Linked DNA regions of Mus musculus: regions 2 and 3 are each linked to region 1. A link is a contact called in public HiChIP or PLAC-seq data. All regions are on one chromosome and are shown on one strand. The core of a region is the stretch at or near the end of the contact, and the rest is flanking DNA. Distances in the headings are between cores, read along the strand shown. Region 1 overlaps Gm32700 (a long non-coding RNA gene). Region 2 overlaps Cab39 (calcium binding protein 39). Region 3 has its middle 16 kb from the start of Gm28375.

The links. HiChIP or PLAC-seq counts read pairs in DNA pulled down with a chosen protein or histone mark.
Region 2: an HNF4G HiChIP or PLAC-seq map of pancreatic cancer cells shows a contact between it and region 1. The contact joins two enhancer-like sites. A contact is called at or near these places in 3 of 115 datasets of contacts at active chromatin or transcription factors (memory CD8 T cells, microglia and pancreatic cancer cells).
Region 3: a contact with region 1 is called in an HNF4G HiChIP or PLAC-seq map of pancreatic cancer cells. The contact joins two enhancer-like sites. A contact is called at or near these places in 2 of 15 datasets of contacts at CTCF or cohesin (the NIH/3T3 cell line and embryonic stem cells), 12 of 484 Hi-C or Micro-C datasets (the Ba/F3 cell line, the G1E-ER4 cell line, the HPC-7 cell line and 5 more), 11 of 115 datasets of contacts at active chromatin or transcription factors (T-cell acute lymphoblastic leukemia, astrocytes, cardiomyocytes and 8 more) and 1 of 9 other capture datasets (embryonic stem cells).

The regions. Positions count from the first base shown.
Region 1 is chr1:86,436,326-86,439,317 of GRCm38.p6, reverse strand. The region is part of intron 1 of Gm32700 (a long non-coding RNA gene); the gene reads left to right. Among named protein-coding and RNA genes, the nearest start is that of Gm32700, 3.7 kb to the left of the region's middle. Within about 2 kb of position 1,292, at least 44 of the 459 cell types and tissues checked have an H3K27ac peak or open chromatin away from gene starts, as enhancers often do. A contact at or near this core is called in pancreatic cancer cells, where this site is marked.
Region 2 is chr1:85,836,342-85,839,529 of GRCm38.p6, reverse strand. Cab39 (calcium binding protein 39) reads right to left here. Exons shown (of 9, transcript NM_133781.5): 4 at 2,126-2,244. Among named protein-coding and RNA genes, the nearest start is that of Cab39, 44 kb to the right of the region's middle. Within about 2 kb of position 1,294, at least 174 of the 459 cell types and tissues checked have an H3K27ac peak or open chromatin away from gene starts, as enhancers often do. A contact at or near this core is called in pancreatic cancer cells, where this site is marked.
Region 3 is chr1:87,050,222-87,052,996 of GRCm38.p6, reverse strand. No RefSeq gene overlaps it. Among named protein-coding and RNA genes, the nearest start is that of Gm28375, 16 kb to the left of the region's middle. Within about 2 kb of position 1,421, at least 23 of the 459 cell types and tissues checked have an H3K27ac peak or open chromatin away from gene starts, as enhancers often do. A contact at or near this core is called in pancreatic cancer cells, where this site is marked.

The sequences.
Region 1 (2,992 bases), core at 43-2,542:
TATCCAAGGACTCCGTTTCAGCCCTTTGGTCCTCTGTCTGCGTCTTCCTTCCCATCCTTGTTTTAGCTTGGGATGTATCTTCTACTCCCAATCAAAATCTTGCTCTAGCTTAGCTCAAGGGCGACTTGCCTTTTGCCCCGATTCCTACATCTGTTGGACGGTGGTGGTTTTCTCTGGGGCCCTTGAGCAGCTCTGTCCTCCAGAGCCCCTGATGCTGCTTGGAGACAGGGTCTGTTGTAGTCTTGGCTGGCCTGGAACTCAGAGATCTTCTTGCCTCTTCTGAGTATTAAAGGCCTGTGCCACCATACCTGGGCTTCCACCTTGCTTTTGAGGCAATGTCTGTCTTGTTTTTGCCCCTGCCCTTTGGATGTGAGCTTTCCTTTGATGAGAGATACTGTACCACCTCCCATCTCCCAGCAGGAGGGCTGGAATTACAGATTCAAGCCACCCCATCCAGCTTTTTCTATGGGTTCTGGAGATCACACTTAGGTTGCCAAATGATTTTTACCAGCTGAATCATCTCCTTGGTCCCCTTCCTTTCTATGTGTTGGTGTTTTGCCTGCATGTCTATGCCTGTGTACCATATGGGTACCTGACTCCCACAGAGGCCAGAAGAGGGCATCAGATCCCATGAAACAAATGGAGTTTCAGACAGTTGCGAACCATCATGTATGCTGTACATGGAAACAGGGCCCTCTGGAAAAGCAGCCAGTGCTCTTAACTGCTGACCCATCTCTCTACCTCTTTTTTGTTTTTGAGATCGATGTCTGCAGTTGGTGTGGAATTTGCTATGTAGACCAGGCTGGCCTCAAACTCACAGAGATCCACCTTCCTCTCCCCCCTCCCCCCAAACTCTCCTCCCCCTCGGTGCTGGGATTAAAGGTGTTCACCACCAAGCCACCATGCCCTGCCCACCCCCGGCTTTTTCTCTTTTATTTTTCTTTCTGGTATAGGAGATCGTGTGGATTCCATGGCCTCACAGATGCCAGGCCAGTGTTCTACCACAGAGCTGTCTTTTCATCAAGCATGGGAGATTCTCGGGGCTCTTATAAGTGGTAGGATTCTGATCCAGTGATCTGGGTGGAGGCTGAGAGTCTTTGTTCCGTTGAGTCTCCCAGGCAGGGTCGATGGATCTGTGAAGACCACACTTTGAGAGGCACGGCTCTGGGTTTGCAGAAGCATAAATGTCAGCTGATGGGTCTGTTGACAGTGACTCAGCACAGGAGTATGCAGACATTAAATAAGCCCAAGGACTGGACTGTATAGATTTCAGCTCGAAGCAGCAGAGGTTGAAACCAACGGCCAAGCTCCCCAGCACTACCAGAAATGCTTCTGGATGTACTCTTGGGCCAAGCAGTGTGGACACAGTGATCTATCCAGGCTCTCTGCCTCAGCCCTTGCTGCTTTAAGTATCATCATCTCAGGGGCTGAGGGTGTGGCTCCTCGGCTAAGAGTATTTGCCTAGCATGTGGGAAGATTTCAAGAACTACTTAAAGTATGTCTGGCGGTGCTCACCCGTGATCCTAGCACTCAGGAGGTGGAGGCAGGAGGATTAAGAAGTTGAAGGTCAACCTTGACTACATAGTGATTTTTGAGGCTAGCCTGAGCTATGAGAAACACAAAATACCCTATTGTCTCGTATTTGGCCCATGGAGAGCTATCACATAGTTCTCAACTTCCCTCAGAATTTGGTCCCCACTTCCTTTAGAAGGGAAACTCCGTCCTTGAAGACTTTGCACCGTCTGGCCCCGCCTCAGTCATTTATTATTAAGCTCATCCCCCACTTACCCCTTGAGCCTTAAATTCAGTGCCTTTCTTCCCCTCTGAAAGGCTGTCATTGTACATTTTCAAGAAGTTCAGTGCCTAACCCCACCCTCACCCCCGTTGTTTTTTTTTTTTTGGGGGGGGGGGCAGATTGCTGCAGTGATACCTTTTATCTGATTCAAGCTTGGCCAGGAACAGCTAGTTTTTCATAGTCATGATCAAGTAGTCTGTGTTGTGTCTTCATTCCGTTTGATTTTGGGTTTTTTGTTTTTGTTTTTTTTGTTTTTTTGTTTTTTTGTTTTTAAATAGTACTCTCAGGTTCACTGTTACTGCCTTATCTTCGGGGCTGCTTTTTCCATGCCCCTCTGCAGTACTGAACTCCTCTTGGACGTGTACCTGTCCTACTATGCTTCACTATTTCCCACCTAGAACAGTTAGTACTCAGCACATAGCAGGCCTGTTCAGTGACTGTTACAGAATAGGTATTTGAAAAGGCAAGAGGTACTCAGAAGTGTCTAGGTAGGTAATCAGGGCTTCAAGGAGGTCATCTCTAAAAGGGGGGACAACACCTAACCAGAAGCAGCAGCCTCAGTAGGGAGTGTTTCTGGGGTTGGTCTTCCTGGAGGGCAGAAGAAGGTATCAGGGACTGGCAGAGGAGGGAGGACGGGACTGTGATACAGTCTATGGGAAGCACCAGAGACATCACGGACCTTTCTCATAGTCCTGAATTGAGACTGGATGTTTCTATACCCCTGAACAGCAGTCACTGGGCACACCCATGAAGGAGGTGTGACCTCAGGCAAGGCATTTTCCATCATTATCTATCTCCAGAGGGAGCCGATAGCCTAAGCCATCTATGGCCAACAGCTCTAGCAGGTAAGTCCCTCTTCAGTCTTGCAGAGGAATCAGATAGCATAGGATAGTGCCTATCATGTGGGATCTACCCAGGATGGGAGTATGCCGGGCCGGACGGGACCGGACTAAGAGGAAGATGAGCTCCCACCCCCACTCCCACCCCCACCCCAGGGTATGTGCAGAAGACCAGAGGGAAGAGTCAGATGAATCAGAAAGAGGACGATGGCCTTAGGAAGCTACAACCACATAAACATGTAGCCAAGGATGGTCTTGAATTTCTGGTCCTTCTGCTTCCATCTCCCAAGGGATGGAAATACTAGCATGTGTCACCACAATGCCTGGTTTTATGCAGTGCGGTAGACTGAACCCAGGG
Region 2 (3,188 bases), core at 45-2,544, 600 kb after region 1:
GTAAGGTGTCAGAAAGCAAAGAAGCCATCACAGACCAATTGGGCTCTGCCAAAAGAACAAAGGAGCACACAATGGCCTGAGGTGGGACAACTTAAATATAGAAAAGTAAAGTTTACAATGGGCTAAACCAGCTTTGTGTTGGTTTATATACTGGCGGTCAACCTGACAGGATGAGGATCATCTAAGAGGCAAGCTCCCCAGCACACCTGTGAGGAACAATCTAGCCTAGGTAGCCTCAGCATGCTCGTTAAGGTGAGAAGGCAAGGTCGCCTCAACAATGATACCATCACCCCACGGGCTACAACTACTGTCATGGACAAAACAGAAAGGAAAAGTGAGCGGAGAACTGACTACCAGCACTCCTGACCAGCCCGTCCACCCTGACCCCCTCACCCACCCTCCAACTGAGTACAAAGTTAACCCTTCCTTCCTTGGACTGCTTTTGTCAGGACTATTGCAGGAAAAGTAACTAATATAACATCCAATATAGATTTTGAGTTAACGATGATGCTCAAACAATATATTCGCTCCTTATTCAAGTTAGTGGGCTAGAACACCAATGCACTAAAGCACGGCGCTGGCTTTCACCAGACTGTAGCTGTGAAAAGCCTGTGCAGTGCATACACGGCAGATGCATGAGGAACACGGGGAGCGCGGGGAGCAGCCTCGCCGAGCTGTGTGCAGGGAGAGAGGAGGAGCCTCAGAAAGCAGGAAAGATGCAAGGCTAATGGCTGAGGTGGGGTTGTGGGTAGGGCAGGCTTGCTGTCTCAGGTCCCAAGCCAAGCTTCATTCTAGGCCTTTCCTTCTTACCTCCTCGGCCAAGGACTCTGCTCACCAGCCCAGAGAGTTTTATGCTTTCTCTCTCAAAAATCTTATTTCAGCTTCCAGTGACAGCACATGCTTTTAATACTTTGTTCAAAAATTAGGGGTAGGTAGATCTTTTAAGTTCAAGACCAGCAGGGGTTACACAATGAGAATACAAAGGTTTTTGTTGTTGTTGTTTTTAATTCTATACATTGTTTAAAAATTATTTACATCAAAGCTACCATGAAGTAATAGGAAGTGTTAACGTTTAGATTTCAATAAACCTTTGGTTTCTATAACAAAGGAAATTCTGGTCAGTATCACACTGTTCTAAGAACAGTCAGATTTCAGACTATTCATATAGCATATTTTCCACAGGGACACTGGACCGATACAACAGTAACGGGTGAAGAAGCAACACAGATGGGTAGGAACAGAGAGGAGGAAGTAGGAGGAGCTGGCATGTGACATGTCACTGACTCATGCTTTGTCTAAACAAGTCTGAACTTGGGGGAAGTGTTAAACCATAGATACAAACCAAGTGAGGTAATGTGTAGGGAGCAAGGTCGTTCACAGCAGCAGTCAGTCACTGCAGTGGGCAAACATGCTTGCCCACTGGTTTAGCAAACACTGCCGATGCTGGAATGAGCTCAAGGGGTACCAGACAATAGTAGTGTGGAATTGACCAACTACCTACCCTGCCAGCCAGGTAGGCTCAGTGCTCAGAACGAAGAGGGTCTTTTCACTTTTGTTAGTTTAGATCTAAGTTTTGATTTTGTTTCTGAAATGGACAACTACCCAAATCAAATGCCTACTTAGCCTAGGAATAACTCCAGAAAGATGTGTAGTGACCTAGCAGCACATGTGCTCCTGAGTGAGGGTGAGCAGCATGCATGCCCCCACCCCCCAGCACCCCAAGAAGGCTTTCACTGCTGTGTGAGGTGTGAGGTGAGCTGAGGTGCAGAGGAGGCATCTCTGGACTCAACTTGGCTGGGATTTCAATGGACTTCAATGGTTTCTATCTCACAGAATACAAGTATGGCCACACTGGCTCTATTTCTTTCCTTCAGTTGTATTTGATTTGTGAACTTAAGGGCTCATAACTCACCCAATTTTAAGCTTGCATTCACAGGGTATTTTTGTGTTAGTCTAGCTTACAGGCCAAGACTTTAATGGGCAGTATATTCAAGATCTACGTAAAAGTGAGCTAAAACTACAGAGAATATCTTCCCATTTACCGACCTGGTTATCTTGTCCCACCCAAACAAACTTTTCTTTTTCTTTTCAGCTAAGAATATAAACTTTATCACATTGTACATACCCTTTCAATAACATGAACAAAATATTCTGTTGGGTGCAGATGTATTCAACAGTAGGAGTTCTTGTACCAATTTGTCTTCTGAGAATATTGTTGAAAATTTGAGCCACGTCTTTTTTGCCCTATTAGGAATACAATCATTAAAATATTTACCTGTCTAAGTATGAAAATGTCCATCCACCCTCAATATAAAGTCAAAGAGCCACTGTGTATTAGTTATGACTGGATATCTGACTTTACAACATTTGTAGACATTAAATTTCTAATTTTATCTATTTGTAATGACAAATTCTTAAATTTAACAGTGTGCAATTTTAATACAATTTTATCAACAAAGTGAAATCTCATTATAATCCACAAGTAATTTCAACCATCTCTAACTCTCAGAAGCATGCTGATTTGATTATGGGAAGCAGATGTTGGTAGCACACTTCCAATCTATAGGGATTTGAACCTTACAGAAGCGGATACTTCTGTTGTGAACAGTACAGTGTACACTTTTACAGAAACAGAAAGGAAGGAGATTATACTCTCAGTGTGATGACATTAGAGAATTTTTGGCAAGTACATAAACTCCTCTATTAAATTCACTCACCTAGGGAAGACTTAAATACATATTAAATAATAAAAGCACTAAGTATTACAAAGTTCAGAGATGAGTACTTTACAATACCACTGCACAAAACACAGACATATCTAGTGAACCTTAACAATCAGAAAGTTGCCTAAGAAATTAATAATTGACAAAAGGCTCCCAAGAGATGTTTCAGTATAGACACTGTCGTCCCAAGGCTGACAAAGCTCAGAGAGCACTGAAGCCCATGGACAGATCATTCTGGGGCCTGTGCTGGCTCAGGTGCAGTAATGGTAATTTTTACAAATCAGTCCCAGGGCACACACTTAAAAATAACAAACAAAAACAAAAACAGAAACCAATGCCTCTAAAGTTTCAAATGAATATTAAATTCAGTGTTCAGTTGAGAGAATAGGTGGAGACGGAGAAGGATCAGATATCCCAATTGCACCTCTCAAGTTAACAGAGAAAACAGTTTGATACATTATTAAA
Region 3 (2,775 bases), core at 172-2,671, 610 kb before region 1:
GCCTGAGGGCTGACTGGATCCTGCAGCAGCCCTCTGCTGCATCTCATGGGGTCCTATCACAGGAGATTCTACCAGGCCTGGTGACTCTCCGATGATCGCTCTCTTGCCTGCTGGTGTGGGAAGAGGTCAGTTTATTTACTACAGTGGCAACACTGACTTCTGTAGCCATCCTTCTCCACCCCCAGCCCAGAGCAGCCCAGCCTTGTTGGATGCTGTGCAGTACTGCAGCTCGGTGCTTCAGCATTCTTTGTGGATGGCCTCGTACCTGCCTTTCTCCAGTCTAACAGGGACTGCTGGCTCACTCTCAGCTACCAGGGTAACGTCCTCCTTTATTTTCCCATTTCCCCTCACAATGGATCCCTGAACACAAGCTCATTGGTGCCTTTGCTGGTCTTGGGGAGGTAGTGAGAGTGGATGTTTTGTATCCTTCAGAAACTGATAATCAATAACCTTCACAGAGGGAGATCTGGCTCCAGGCTCCTAGCTCCCATTGACTGCAATACCCTCTTCTGGAGCCCCACTCTGCCCACATGGCCTCTTCTAAGGTTCTTGAACTGCCCTGCATGCTCTCTTCTCATGGTCCAGCTGTTCTACACTTGGTCCCTCTTTCCATCTCACTGAGTCACCAGTGCCCTATGGCTCAGCCCTCTCTCCTTCACAGGCCTGCCCCATTCCCAGCAGGAGCCACTGCAGGTCTCTGCTGCTCCCACTGTGCCTATGCTGCCTCAGTTTTGGGACACCACCCACCCCAGGATTTTGGATATTTTTTTTCTCCTCTCAGGCCTTCCTCCTCTCACCTGGACTGCCCTCACTGGCTGCTTTAGTGGCTAGCTGGCATGGTGGTGCAGTGGGTATCCTCACTGGCTGTTGCGGTATGCATCTGGGATGCCTCTGCCTGGCACCAGCTCCCTCTTACCATACCTCCAGTGTGCTGTGCTCCAGCTTCCGGTGGACTGCCATCCTGGGCCCACTGAAGTCCTTTCCAAGGCTCTTTGCTAAGTAGGACTGTGCAGGGTGTCAGCCTCTCTCCCCAGGAGGGCAGGTTACAACCATTAATTAATACTTAACTTTCTCATCCATGCTGGACCCACAACCTGCTCCATTTTCCCCTGGGAACATACTGCCTGCTTCTGAGCTTTTTGAGACCCCAATCAGAGTGAGATTGTGTCTGTCTTCCTTCCATGTGAACCTGACAGGCCACTGAGGAAAAGCCAGTGAGCTGCTCTGTGCCCTGTGCTTTAGCCTATAGTGCAGGCAGGTGTCTTGGATAGCTGATGAGTGAGTACTTCGTTTATTTCTTGTCATCTCTTCTGCCAGCAGTGCCCTTAGTGTTCGGTGCCAACTGCCACACTGAGTGGTGTGTGGACACACGTTCTATCAGTTCTCTGACTCAGTGCTGGGTGAACAAACACAAAGAGAAGTGACTCAGCTGGTGCTGTGGGAAGATGACAGAGCCACTGGGAGGCAACAGAGGACAGGTGGCTCAAGTCCTGGCCAGGGCGGCCTGGCTGCACCACCTCAGATGGAGACCTGAGACTTCCATTTGTCAGACAGGTTAGGGCAACCCAGGACTGCTATGGCTCAGAGTTCTCAGTAACATGATGTCCAACCTGAGGGTGGAGCAAGCCTGTTATAGAAGTTTCTAGTCCAGTGCCTGCCTCCTAAGCACGTTCACTCTGCAAAAACTTTCCTTACTGACTGGTAAGCTGTTCCTCACGAGGGTTGGGGAGGCCGTGTCTCAGCCACCTCTGTGTCTTGAGAGAACCCAGTACTCGAGCCACAGCTTCCTTAAGGATTCTGAAGGAGGCAGTGAAAGGAGGTCTTGGAAGCCCGGGTTTGGCCCAGCAGAGAAGCTAGCTCCTCCTCAGATTTGTGGGATGAGCCTTTAGTCTAGAGATCCAGGATTGGCAAAGCACCAGAGTCTTCTTTACCCAGATACTAAACCACCATCCATCACTGCTCTGCCTATCCAGATATGCTGGTCTGGGAATGGGAGCAGAAGGGAGACCTAAGGGGTGGGAGGACAGGCAGCTGAAGGCTGTGTGAGGCTGACAAGGAGCCCAGGGCAGGTGGGGCGTGTCTGTGGCTCTCCTCAGACAACAGCCCATCCTAGGGCTGTGATATCCTTGCAGCTGTGCCAGTCACTCACTGCAAGGAACCTGCCAGGGGACTCCACAGAATCTTTTTTGAAGAAAATCACCATAACCATATCAGATGGGTCTGTTAATCCTGATGCCACAGGGAACAGCACTGGGGAACAGGGCCTTGGTTGCTTTGGTTTTCATCCTAGATTCTAGTTGCTTTTGAAGCCAATTCATACTATTCCAGTCTGGTGAAAGGAGGATACACTGTGCCCAGTTCCCTAGGGAAGAGGCTGCCCAGTGCTCAGAAGGGTAGGAATTGCTAGTACTTGGGATGCTAAGCAGGTGGCTGGGTCAGGTAGGATCTGTTTTGAAGTCCTCCTGCCCTCTGGAAGGTCTGCCTTTACCTTTTAGGGTACATGTTTGAAACTGCAGGTATTGAGGTACCTACTCATAGCATAGCTGTGAACAGGGCTCCTGGGAGCTTTGGCCTATGATATATAAGAAGAGAGGTGGTAGTCCCACCTCCCCACATCCCATGGGCTGGCAACAGAGAGGAAGGGCGGGGAGGGAGGGCCACAGCCACATGCACAGGGTGACTGGCAGCTCCCTACTGTGCATACTAATTACATTTTTAATCAGCTAGAAGGAGGCTGCAGCATCAATCTGCCACACATGGCTCGTGAATCACCCT